Regions from separate parts of the Triticum aestivum genome. Here region 2 is linked to region 1. The links are chromatin contacts, called in public Hi-C maps. All regions are on one chromosome and are shown on one strand. The core of a region is the stretch at or near the end of the contact, and the rest is flanking DNA. Distances in the headings are between cores, read along the strand shown.

What was found. A called contact is a pair of places that touch in the nucleus more often than the background predicts.
Region 2: a Hi-C map of leaf shows a contact between it and region 1, with 3 times the contacts expected there. The contact joins the promoter of LOC123060354 here to the promoter of LOC123060352 in region 1. A contact is called at or near these places in 2 of 5 Hi-C or Micro-C datasets (both in leaf).

The regions. Positions count from the first base shown.
Region 1 is chr3A:68,271,132-68,276,519 of IWGSC CS RefSeq v2.1, reverse strand. LOC123060352 (translation machinery-associated protein 22) reads right to left here and starts at 3,027. Exons shown (of 7, transcript XM_044483033.1): 1 at 2,693-3,027; 2 at 2,492-2,575; 3 at 2,349-2,416; 4 at 2,103-2,184; 5 at 1,832-1,899; 6 at 1,609-1,692; 7 at 428-925. The coding sequence starts at 2,855. The coding sequence ends at 869. LOC123057957 (a long non-coding RNA gene) reads right to left here. Exons shown (of 2, transcript XR_006427013.1): 1 at 4,934-5,388; 2 at 4,038-4,844.
Region 2 is chr3A:68,631,631-68,637,018 of IWGSC CS RefSeq v2.1, reverse strand. LOC123060354 (proline-rich receptor-like protein kinase PERK9) reads right to left here and starts at 2,624. Exons shown (of 15, transcript XM_044483041.1): 1 at 2,191-2,624; 2 at 1,349-1,459; 3 at 1,185-1,277; 4 at 458-1,114; 5 at 248-313. The coding sequence starts at 2,248.

The sequences.
Region 1 (5,388 bases), core at 1,778-4,277:
CACAAAAAGTTGGAAGATCTTATATTTGTGAACGGAGGGTATTTGTTTTTTGGTCTAATTTTATAAGATAGACAATCCTGATGAAAAGTGAAGATTGTGTACGGTGTCAGCCTACAATAGTGCCAGGGCGTGATATAATGTCTCCTTCGGACAAACCTTGCGTGAGGCCCCAGTATATATAAGCAAAAAAAAAGACCAACTCTAAATTAAAGAACAAATCAGCTAGGGACCACAGCAACAAGTTCTGTGAACAAGTTTAATGATCATGGCAATTTATCGGAAATACTTTTATAATAATTACATGGCCACACTAATTCATGATGCATCATCCAGATCTATCTTGCTTCTTTTTTATAATAATGGGCTTCACACAGGACTCTGCAACAAAATGATGACAAAATACCAATGGTGCACACCGACAACGATCTATCTCCCTAAAAGTAGGTTATAACTTGCTGGATGCAATACAAAGTAACACAAAACACCAGACTGTTCCTATGAAAGCACAGGAGACTGGAGCACTACTAATCTGCACTTATCTCTGCAGGTCCACAGATAGTTGGTACTGAATTGTTCTGAAACTAGGATTCAAAAGCACATTAAACATATATAAACCACATATGGATGTCATACTTGCCTGCAGGAGGAACTCGGCTATCAAATAAAAGATGATACACGAAGGCGACATGCCAGCAGTAATTAGAACACCACTTGTGAACTGACCCACAAGTCAAAATGGAGCGAGTTGTGTCTTGGGAGTAAGGATAAAGAACCCATTTGACAGGCATGCCTTAACGGCCATCTCTTGCCTTATATTTCTATCATATTTGTAGCTCCACTGGTGTATTGCCTTGTAAACCATATGCAATCAAGCAGCAGCAACCTTCCTTCCATCTTCTATGAAATATACGGCGGATTCAGGAACCTGAAAGACAGAAAAGCAAGGAGTAACCAACGTGAACAAAACGAGTCTTGCTAACTTTAATCAGATTATGGTGATAGGTCAATAACTGGTGAACTAAATTAGTTGTTCTATCAGTGTTCAGCCGCAAAAACATAACATCAGATTGTGCTACCTATTAGTCTAAAGTAGAATGAATCCTGGTTTGAGATCCAGAATAGCCACAGTATTACGAAACAAATTTCATTAAAATGGAACCTATATCAGCAATTGATGAAGGATTGATGAGGTTGTTTGTAAAGTACAGAAGGTAAACCATAGGAGATTGATTCCACAATTTTACTACATAACCTTCTAAGCAAATATCAAATGCTCAAAACACCATTGAGCTAACCCAATGATCTATTATCCATGTAAGCACCAACTGAATGCCAGATCTCCACAAAGCTACGGTTGCTCTCCATTCCTATTATATATACACGAAGCAGGAAGTAATAACTAAGTATTCCTTGACTTTCATAGTTTCACTTTCTTGGTCAGGAAGGAGATTACTGATTTGTATTTCCTTAAATCATTACCGCAAAGATAACATCAGTCTTCCACGTGATGTGAAACCGAATGAATTGTCAAGTTGATCAGAATGCTAACAACGATGAAAGCATACATGACATGTAGACCATAATAAGATGCAGAGATGGACAAATTACATCAGGCCATGTAGCTGTAATGAAGTCCACAACATCATATGATATGTCTCCTTGGACATCGATTTGCTCCTTCTCAGTTGGGCCCTGGGGAACACAAAGAGAGAATTAGACAAGGCCTAAATGAAACACTAAAAGCCTTCATACTACTCCGTCCCATAATGTAAGACGTTTTATGACACTACATTATGGGACGGAGGGAGTAGTTCCACAGATAACTGATTACCTTGACAACCGAAGCTCCAGTAGCAAACTTCTTTCCAAGCTTCTTTGAAGCATCACTCAGCTTTACACCTAAATGTTCAGGAAACAAACACGATCTATTAAATTATGTCCAACCTTAATAGCAAACATATAGTATCATCAAACTTTATGGCAGGTTCAGCTCAAGTCTGGATCTAGCATCTACAGAACAACCTCTTCCACAGAGTTCAAAATATATTCATCTCCAATCTTTTTTACTTCACTAGCTGCAAACAGTTAAGTGTACCACTCACCAAACAAATCCAGGCCTTTCACCACAGTGACACACTTGCGCTTGTTGCGGACAATCTTCTCAATAATAACCTCTTGCTTGTCCTACACATAAAAAGGGACATTGGCATTCAAACATTGCATGACAGACATTCTACATTGGCCCGAACTCAAACCATAATAACAAATCCTCAATCTCAGACTAGCATCTAGGGTTGAAGTCAAACATCTAGAAACTGAACTGTGTAAAGTGTGCAAAGGGAAGCAACCTTTTTCTTGAGCTTGCCACCGGGCAGTCGTTTCACCTCTTCAGTCTTAGAAGATGCCGAAGCACCCCCTGCAAACACAGCACATCAATTTGACCGAGCGTTCCCTAGTTTTAGGTTTAGACAAGCAAGGAGCTCATGCAAACCTGCGCTTGTGGAGCCGTCGGCGGTGGAGATGCTGACGCCCTGGAGGCGCTCGCCGACCTTGCCGACGTCCTTATCATCGCCGCCTTCACATATCAAACGAACCACCACACGCGGCATTAGAGAGCGAGACCGACACAGGGTAGGCGTAAACGAAGCGGGGGATAACAAGCGAGAAGGCTAGGTAGGTCATGGGGGCGAACCGGAGGAGGAGGCCACGAGCTCGTCGGGGTAGACGCCGGGCGCGTGGGCGCGGAGCCACGGCTTGCAGCGCTCGAAGTCGGGGCCGAACTCGCAGTACTCCGCGGGGAGGCCGCACACGCCGCAGTAGAGCACCTTCGCCGGGGCCAGCTTCTCCGCCGCCATCACCGCCGCCGGATTCGATCCGATCTGATGGGGAATGCTCGACGAGGTGGGCTGCGCGAATCTGTGTTGCCCTGCTCGAGCGCTCGTGGAGTCGTGACGGATTTGGTTCTGCTCGAAGGATTTGGGTGCGATTTTTTTCTCCCCCTTTCCTCCTTTCAGGAAAGCGCAAGAGAACAAACCAGCAAAGGAAAAGTTGGTGAGTGCGGCAGCCCGGGGGTGTTGGGCTAGTGGAAATCCAGCCCAGGAGTTTCCGGATTTTTTCCGGCTTGGGCTGGGCTAGGCTAGGCTAAGCAGTGTGTTAATTGAGCTATTTCTATTCACGCTTATAGTAGACTCAAAGTTGGGCTCATCCTCGACCCAGCCACGCTTCGCATAGGGGTTTCTCGCGCCGCCGCTGCCATCATCTGATACTAGTCGAATGCCCGTGCGTTGCCACGGACAAAGAAAGATTTCATAAAAAAAACTTGTGCACAAATAAATGATATACTTACTCTCTTGTCGTCCTAAGATGCTCTCTTTAATTTCGACCAGTATGAGGTTCTTCGTTCCCTTGTGTTCACCGTCCTTTCTCGCGTGTGTTTCCTATCTACCTCATTCATGATATTGTTTTTGCATACCTGATCTTTTTTTTTCTTTAGTTCTGATGACTTTTGTACGAATGGTCAACAAACCCTAACATAAATCTTTAGTCCCAGAATATAGTAAACATAATCTCCATCTAAGGGTCTGGCACTGTAGAGATCATTTGTCCAAAGCACCACCAACAACGAAACGAATGATATGCTTGGTTGAGACTTCTGGGGTAAAGACATATTGTTTTTAGCTAAATATGGTAATTAGGGATTTGTTATCGAGACAGAAAGTTTATTATGCCATTTGGATGTGTGGAAAATTAGTCTGCAGTTTTTTTAATCATCGTTGATTAGGTGTTTTCACAATTGTAAATGACGGCCATTTTTACCACCTAGGTTGTATCATAGCTTCCACCTAGATTGTTATCCTCAAGAAATTATTACGAACAAATCATAACAGAACATATCTGCTGACAAACAGTTATGCAAGCACAATCACAATGGGCTGATTATGGATATTAACAAACGCGTTGTGTTTAACATTTCAAATATTGATATTGAAAAGGATTATATGAAATTAACACACAACACCCACCAACAGGAGTCATTCTAAAAAAATAGGTCAACTGCATTTCATTTCTCTATAGGAAAGACAATTAATCATATACAGATGAAAATGCCTTGACTTTCCCATCCGCTCTGAAGCTATATGGATTTACCAGGTCAAGAAATTGCCATCGGCAAATACGAAAAAACACAGCTAATTGCAATGTTTTAGAGAGGTATATCACTATCATTTGGGAGCTACAGATCCAAGCAATCATATATATCAAAATTCAAGATATCCATGTGGACAAAAAAATCGTTTTTGGTGCTCGCCCTCTTCCATCTTCTCTGTTGAGCTTCACATGCAGCAGCATCGGCCATGTGTTTGCTTCTCTGTTGTCTTTACTCTCCTCTCCTGTGATGTACGGATGTATACGTCTGGAAATATATAATCCGATGTTGGTCATGGGAGGCTTGCTTCAGCTTCAGCCTAAGAAGTACAGAAACCAAGGCAAGCACTGGCACTATTCCTCCTCAAGATGTCATTCTCCATAGTATAAATATTAGTGTGTGTGACTGTATAGCTTATCTCTTGCCCAATACCTCTTTGCCTGTACCAATTGATGCTCCTTGCGCAGCCAGACCATTAATCCTCCAATGGATCTATTAAGTACGCAAACTTGAGAAAGATTAGAATAGATTCGCAGGGAGGGTGGCTACCACATATTTTTGTATTGTACACTACCAAAGTATTTATCCATGTGCAGAATCAACTCAGAAACAAGCAGAATTAAACACCACAACCCAATGTGCAGAATCAACTTGGTTAAATCAATGACCAAAGGAAAAGATGTGATTCCCGACACAACACCTGTAGTTCCAAACAAACAAGCAGAATTAAACACCACACGACCCAAAAGCTCAGCCAGCACATGTGAGGCTCCGTGCAGCGATGCTTACATCGATCTGCTTCTGCAGATAACGCGACAACTTCTTGGGCCGTCGTGGCGGATGCGTGTAGCCAATGGCGAGAAACTCATCAACGGTGGCGAGAAACTCCTCAACGTTGGGACTAAGAAGTCCCTCTTCCCTCAGCGGCAGTGCAGGCAAGCGTCTGCCCATCCGATCTCAACGCGGGAGGAGCCATAGTGGCGGTGTGGTCCTCTAGGGCCGCCGTAGCCGTGCGAGTTTGTGGGCTTCTCCTGCTTCGGCGACGGGGAGGAGGCGTCCACTAAGGCGGGGATGCGGTGGTCAGAGGCGGCGCCCATGAGGCCATGAGGGCCATGTAGGAGGTTCAAGAGGATAAGAGGGAATGGGGAAGAGATGGATGGGGGACGGGGCGGATGGGACAAGGGCAGGGCTTCCCTGCGTGACTGGATGGGGAGACGGGAGGGGGAGATCGTGGGTGTGTCCTA
Region 2 (5,388 bases), core at 1,375-3,874, 360 kb before region 1:
ATGAAGTTCAATATCTAAGAACAAATGAATGTAAGAACATTGGCAAAGAAATACCAGCAGATTTTTTTAATACTCACTATTGTTATGCTCAGCATTTGGAGCTTGTGCTTGTTGTTGAGGTGCATGTGCGATAATAGGTGGTGAAATTGGAGGTTTCACATGTTGCGGAGGAACTACTAAGAAGAACGGTAAACGGTAAAACATATGCAACCTGTCAAATTTGATCCATCCTATGGAAGTGATTTACCTGAAGCGGAAGGAGGAACTGCCGGGAAAATGCCTTCAGGTGGTGGATACGGAGGGACATCATTACCTAGAGAGGGAGAATGCAGGAGTGAATAATGAGGGAAGGAACATATTTGCACGATTTTTATGAACTTTTGGCACATCAAGAATTCGGGAACCTAAGCTTATAAATCGTTGCCAGCAGAATATATACCTGATCCAATTGGTGTACCTGGTTGATTGTTCACAGAAGGCGGAGGCGCTAGTGGCACATTAGGCTTCACAGCCACAGATGGAGCAGGAGCTTGAACTGAAGATAGTGAAGGAGGAGGCACTAGTGGCACATTAGGCTTCACAGCCACAGATGGAGTTGGAGCCTGAACTGAAGGTAGTGAAGCAGGAGGCACTAGTGGCACATTAGGCTTCACAGCCACAGATGGAGTAGGAGCCTGAGTTGAAGGTAGTGAAGGAGGAGGTGCCAGTGGCACATTAGGCTTCACAGCCACAGATGGAGTCGGAGCCTGAACTGAAGGTAGCGAAGCAGGCGGTGGTAGTGGCAGATTAGGCTTCACAGCCACAGATGGAGTAGGAGCCTGAACTGAAGGTAGCAATGCAGGTGACCCAGGAAGTATTGGTGTGGGGTTTCCAGCTGCAGCTTGCGGCGGAGGAGCTGCTGCCGGGGGCACCTCCTCAGTGACAGCAGGAGGAGGAGCAGGCTCAACCGGAGGAGGCACAGACACAACCGGAGGAGGCGCAGACTCAGCTGGAGGAGACGTGGACACTACTGGAGGCAACGCAGACTCAACTGGAGGAGGTGCAGACTCAGCTGGAGGAGACGTGGACACTACTGGAGGCGACGCAGACTCAATCGGAGGAGGCGCGTTGTAACCTACATAAGATTCAGTTAGTGATGCACATATCAGGATTGGAAATGCCATATCTGACTGAATGTGAGCTACCTTTAGGGGGGACTACCGGAGCCGGTGCGGCCTGCGGCTCAGCCGGAACTGCCCCCTTCTGGAGGGGAGGACTTGCTGATGAAGTAGGGGGTGCTGCAAAGGATCAATGTAAGGAAGGGCCTGCACATGAATGTCCCTGATGATCTTTGAAAATTCAGAGCTACCTGCTGGAAGAGTCACTGGACCGAGGGCGGAGGAAGGTCCAGGAGGACTGGAAGCTTGTCCTTGATCGACAGGCGAACTACCAACCCCGGGAGCAGGCGCCAGATCAGTACCTAGAGTGGAGTGAAGAACACAGGTTCAAGGAGCAGGTAAAGTATGCAGTGTACACTACTAACTGTGTAATGACTAAGCTATGAGTTTAGTATCGGACAATCTACAGGTTGCTATCTGAGGCAAATCTTGAGTGTCTTTTCAGCACAAAAGTTGCAAAGCAAGAGCAATTATTGAAAGCTTGCAACATGAAAATGGCACATAGTGATGCATCATCCGACGCATGCGGCCAAAAATTATTAATTGTTGTTGCGATATCACGGCCAAAAAACACAGGTAGATGAGGCAGCAAGCACATGCGACGCAATTAAAGTGGCTCGCAGTTGCGGTGACAGCCAAAGACAGGGGAACGCGAAATGCCAAGACGCCGACATTGCGCCGCCCCTCTTGATGAAAATTCAGAAGCAAGGAGCACATGCGCTTCAGAAAGCTCTCCTGTGGTTTGCTCAAATCCTGAATAAAAAACTGTGAACCGCGGTTTCCTGGCAGCAGATCAGCTGGCCAGCCTGCGCATTTGGAAGAAAAATTGTTGAATCCGCAGGTTTCCGCCTCAAATTGCTCAACCGAGGGGGGAAAGGGGTGGAAATATCATGGAGAAACAAGCAAGCATTCGCATTGCCCAGCAGCTAGACATGAGCTGATCCCCAATTTCCCACCCAAACAAACCACGCCATGGAACCTGGGGTAAGAGGAGAAGAAAGCCGAAGCTTGCGCAATGCTGAACTTTGCTCACCTGTGGATCCAAGAAGGGAAGCGAGAAGCAGCGCCACCGCGCAAGCAAGACGCCGCATCTCGCCGTCGCCTGAAGCCACGCGCGCGCACAAGCTCCTAGCCAGAGCTGCCGCAGAAGCAAGGGGATCACAGCCACCTCGGTTCAGCAGTCGCGGAGCCGCACCCGCAAGAAGCCCCTAGAGCGGCTGAAAAGGAGGGAGCCTGACCGCCATTCGGGTAGCACGCCATGAGCAACCGCGGGCCCATGTGGGGAGGGAGGGAGCCAGGGAGGGTGTAGGGAAGAGCAGCGCGAGGGAGGGGGAGGAGGAGGGGAAGGTGGCCACTGCCCAGGAGGAGGAGGCGGCCAAGGCAGGCACCAAACACCACCAGTACCAGTACAGTACAGTACCAGTACTTGTACAAGTAGCAGCAGGGACAGGTAAATGTAAATCACGCACCCTAAAAAGAGAGCCCACCCTAGCAGCAGAATTTATTAGCTAAAGGCGAAAGCGGCGGTGATCCAGGCAGCACGAAACCGATGCGGATGCCGGTGCCAGGCCCGGGTCGAGGAAAACTAACGACGGACGGCCGGGTGAAGAAAACATTCGTTGCTTCCTGCCCGTGACCTCGCCCACGCACCACCTCCACCGTTGCACGCACGAGGCCGAAAGAATCTCGTGATCTTTGGCCTCTGGTTTAGTTTAACCATGGACGTTAGTACCACGAACTGGCAGTAGTGGTACCGCCGCGAGACGCAAATGCAAATGCAGATCTTTGGCGATGCAATTAATCCAGCTAGCCCGTAGTCCGTAGTCCGTCCGTCCCTCTCGCTGTGGGGCTTTGGTAATCCCTCGTCCTCCCGCCAGCCTGGTCTGGTCCGGGAAAATTACCGGCTCCGGCCGCCCCGGCTTGTCGCTTTACCACTGTGTGCAATGTAGCAGTGGCCGGGGCTTTGCGTTTGGATGGGAGCGGCACGAGCCCCTGAAATTGAGCGCCGGGTTCTCCTCTCCTGCCCGTGCGCGCGCGCGCGCGGGCGGTGCCACGGACACGGACGCGGACACTGTGCCGGTCGATCACGGGGCCATGTCGGCCGAGCGCGGCCGCCGTGAACGAGCGGGCGGGCATCGGATGCTGCGTGACCTGGGCAGAGCACACGCGGTCTGGTGCATGCGACGGGAGGCTATGTACTGTATGTTTGATGGGGTAATCCTGATCCTGACACGGGGATTTGTCGCTGTTTGCTCTGCCGCGACGTGCGTCGGTACGCTAGCCGGCCCGTTCGTTTTCGGGAATCGAGGCGCTGTGGAGTCGCCGTCGCCGACGGAGACCGCCAAACCGGCGGCGATCTCGCGTGTCAGCCGAGATAGCTGGCCATCTGCTGTACGTTTCTTCCTCTTTTCCTTCTTTTTTCTTTGAAGAAAATGGGATAAATGTGTCAGGCTCCCGAGTTGGACCAGGCTCAACTCATCTTGTACTAACATTCGAGCGAGCTCAAACTCAAGGTCAAGATGCAGAAAGTGCCTTGTGCTAGCTTAATAAGATGTTTTGTTTTAATAATCTAAGGTAATATTTTGAATAAGATTGCCACAACACAATATAAGAAACCATTATAACATATTATTCCGATCAAAACGATGATAATATAAAATTCAAGGTAGTTTGACTTATTCTCTCTCACTTGAGACTAGTACTTGATAGCAAAAGATTGTCTGATTGTGGATGGATTAGCAAGAGAAGAAAGAATGCGTGTATGCTCTTAAATTTTGACCCAAAAAAAACTTTGGCCGCATACCAGATGAAATCGTACTACACAACATACATGGTGCTAAATTAACCTTTTTTTACTTTTAATATATATCAGGATTTTTCATAGAATTATATTATATCAAGCTAAAATTGAAACAGTATTGGCTCAAAATTAGCACGTTTTTCTATCAAGCTACATAAAGTGTTTATACTCAGCTCATTTCTTCTTGAGTTGATCTCGAGTCGAGGCAAAATACAAATCAATATTGAGCGGCACACAAACCTAGAGCTTTTCTTGTAGCCCTAATCCTAGCGCGTTTAGTCCAATTAATCGATGCCTACAAATGCTTCAAGAATCACGCTGATAAAACCTATATTTTGTGTGGTACGAGAACCCCTAGCCGCCGCCTTCTCGTCCTCCAAAACAAAGCTAGGGTTCATGCCTCTCGCCAGCGCCACCGCGGGTCTGCCTTATCTCCAGTGGCCCTAGGGCCACGGGGGGCGTGGTGGATCCTGCCAAGGGCTGGTGAGAGGGCTTCGTTGTTAGTCGTTTCTTCGAGTTTGTTAGGATTTGTGTCCTATTCAGGAAGACGAGATGGCAACGGCTCACTGGAGATGGAATAAAGGTCTCCCCGCCTAGCCCCCGTTCTGGTTGTGCGTCTAGCATCATTGATGGGCGTGTGGAGGTGTGTCTCTGGCGGATCTATCCTCGGTGGATTTGCTCGGGTCTGGTTGGTGTTCGTCTATGTTCATATATCCTCGGGTTGGATCCTTTCGACATACGTTGTTCTTCATCGCCGGCGGTTGTTGTTTTGGTGCACTGGTCTTATGGGGTCTTAGCACGATGACTTCCCGACTGTCTAGTACAATAAGTTTGTGCCCGACTCTGACGAGTGAGGGGCAATAACTGCGGCGTGCCTTCGGCTCGCTTTAGTGCTGGTAGTTATCGCTAGATGATCTACGGATCTAAATGTAATTTATATAATTTCTGGTGTTCGTTCAACTGCCATGATTGAATATGAATGAATCGGAAGTTTTATTTACAAAAAATCACACGGATAAAATAATCGGGTGGATCGGTATAAGGAGTGGCGCTATCCTACTCATACAGTGATCGTGCTTGTGATCACGGAAAACGGGCATGGAGTTGATAGGCGCCACGGGCGGCTAGGGTCCCTGCCAAGAACCAAACATAAACTGTCGCTGCTGGCGAGCTGTGAAGCACCACAGCATAAATCATGCAGCTGGCGACGTACAATAATCAGTCACTCAATGCGCAGAATGATAGGATCCGTTAATTAAGCCCAAACAGCTACTATGCTCCTGGCATCGCCTCAATGTTGGTAGTAGACGACAGTGCTGTCTACGAACAAATTAAGCATGCTTCCCGAGTTGATAATGTTTGGACGTACGTATTGTACACATGCACAGCAGTGTCGAGCAGCAACTGATTGATTGAAGCAACAAAAAGGAA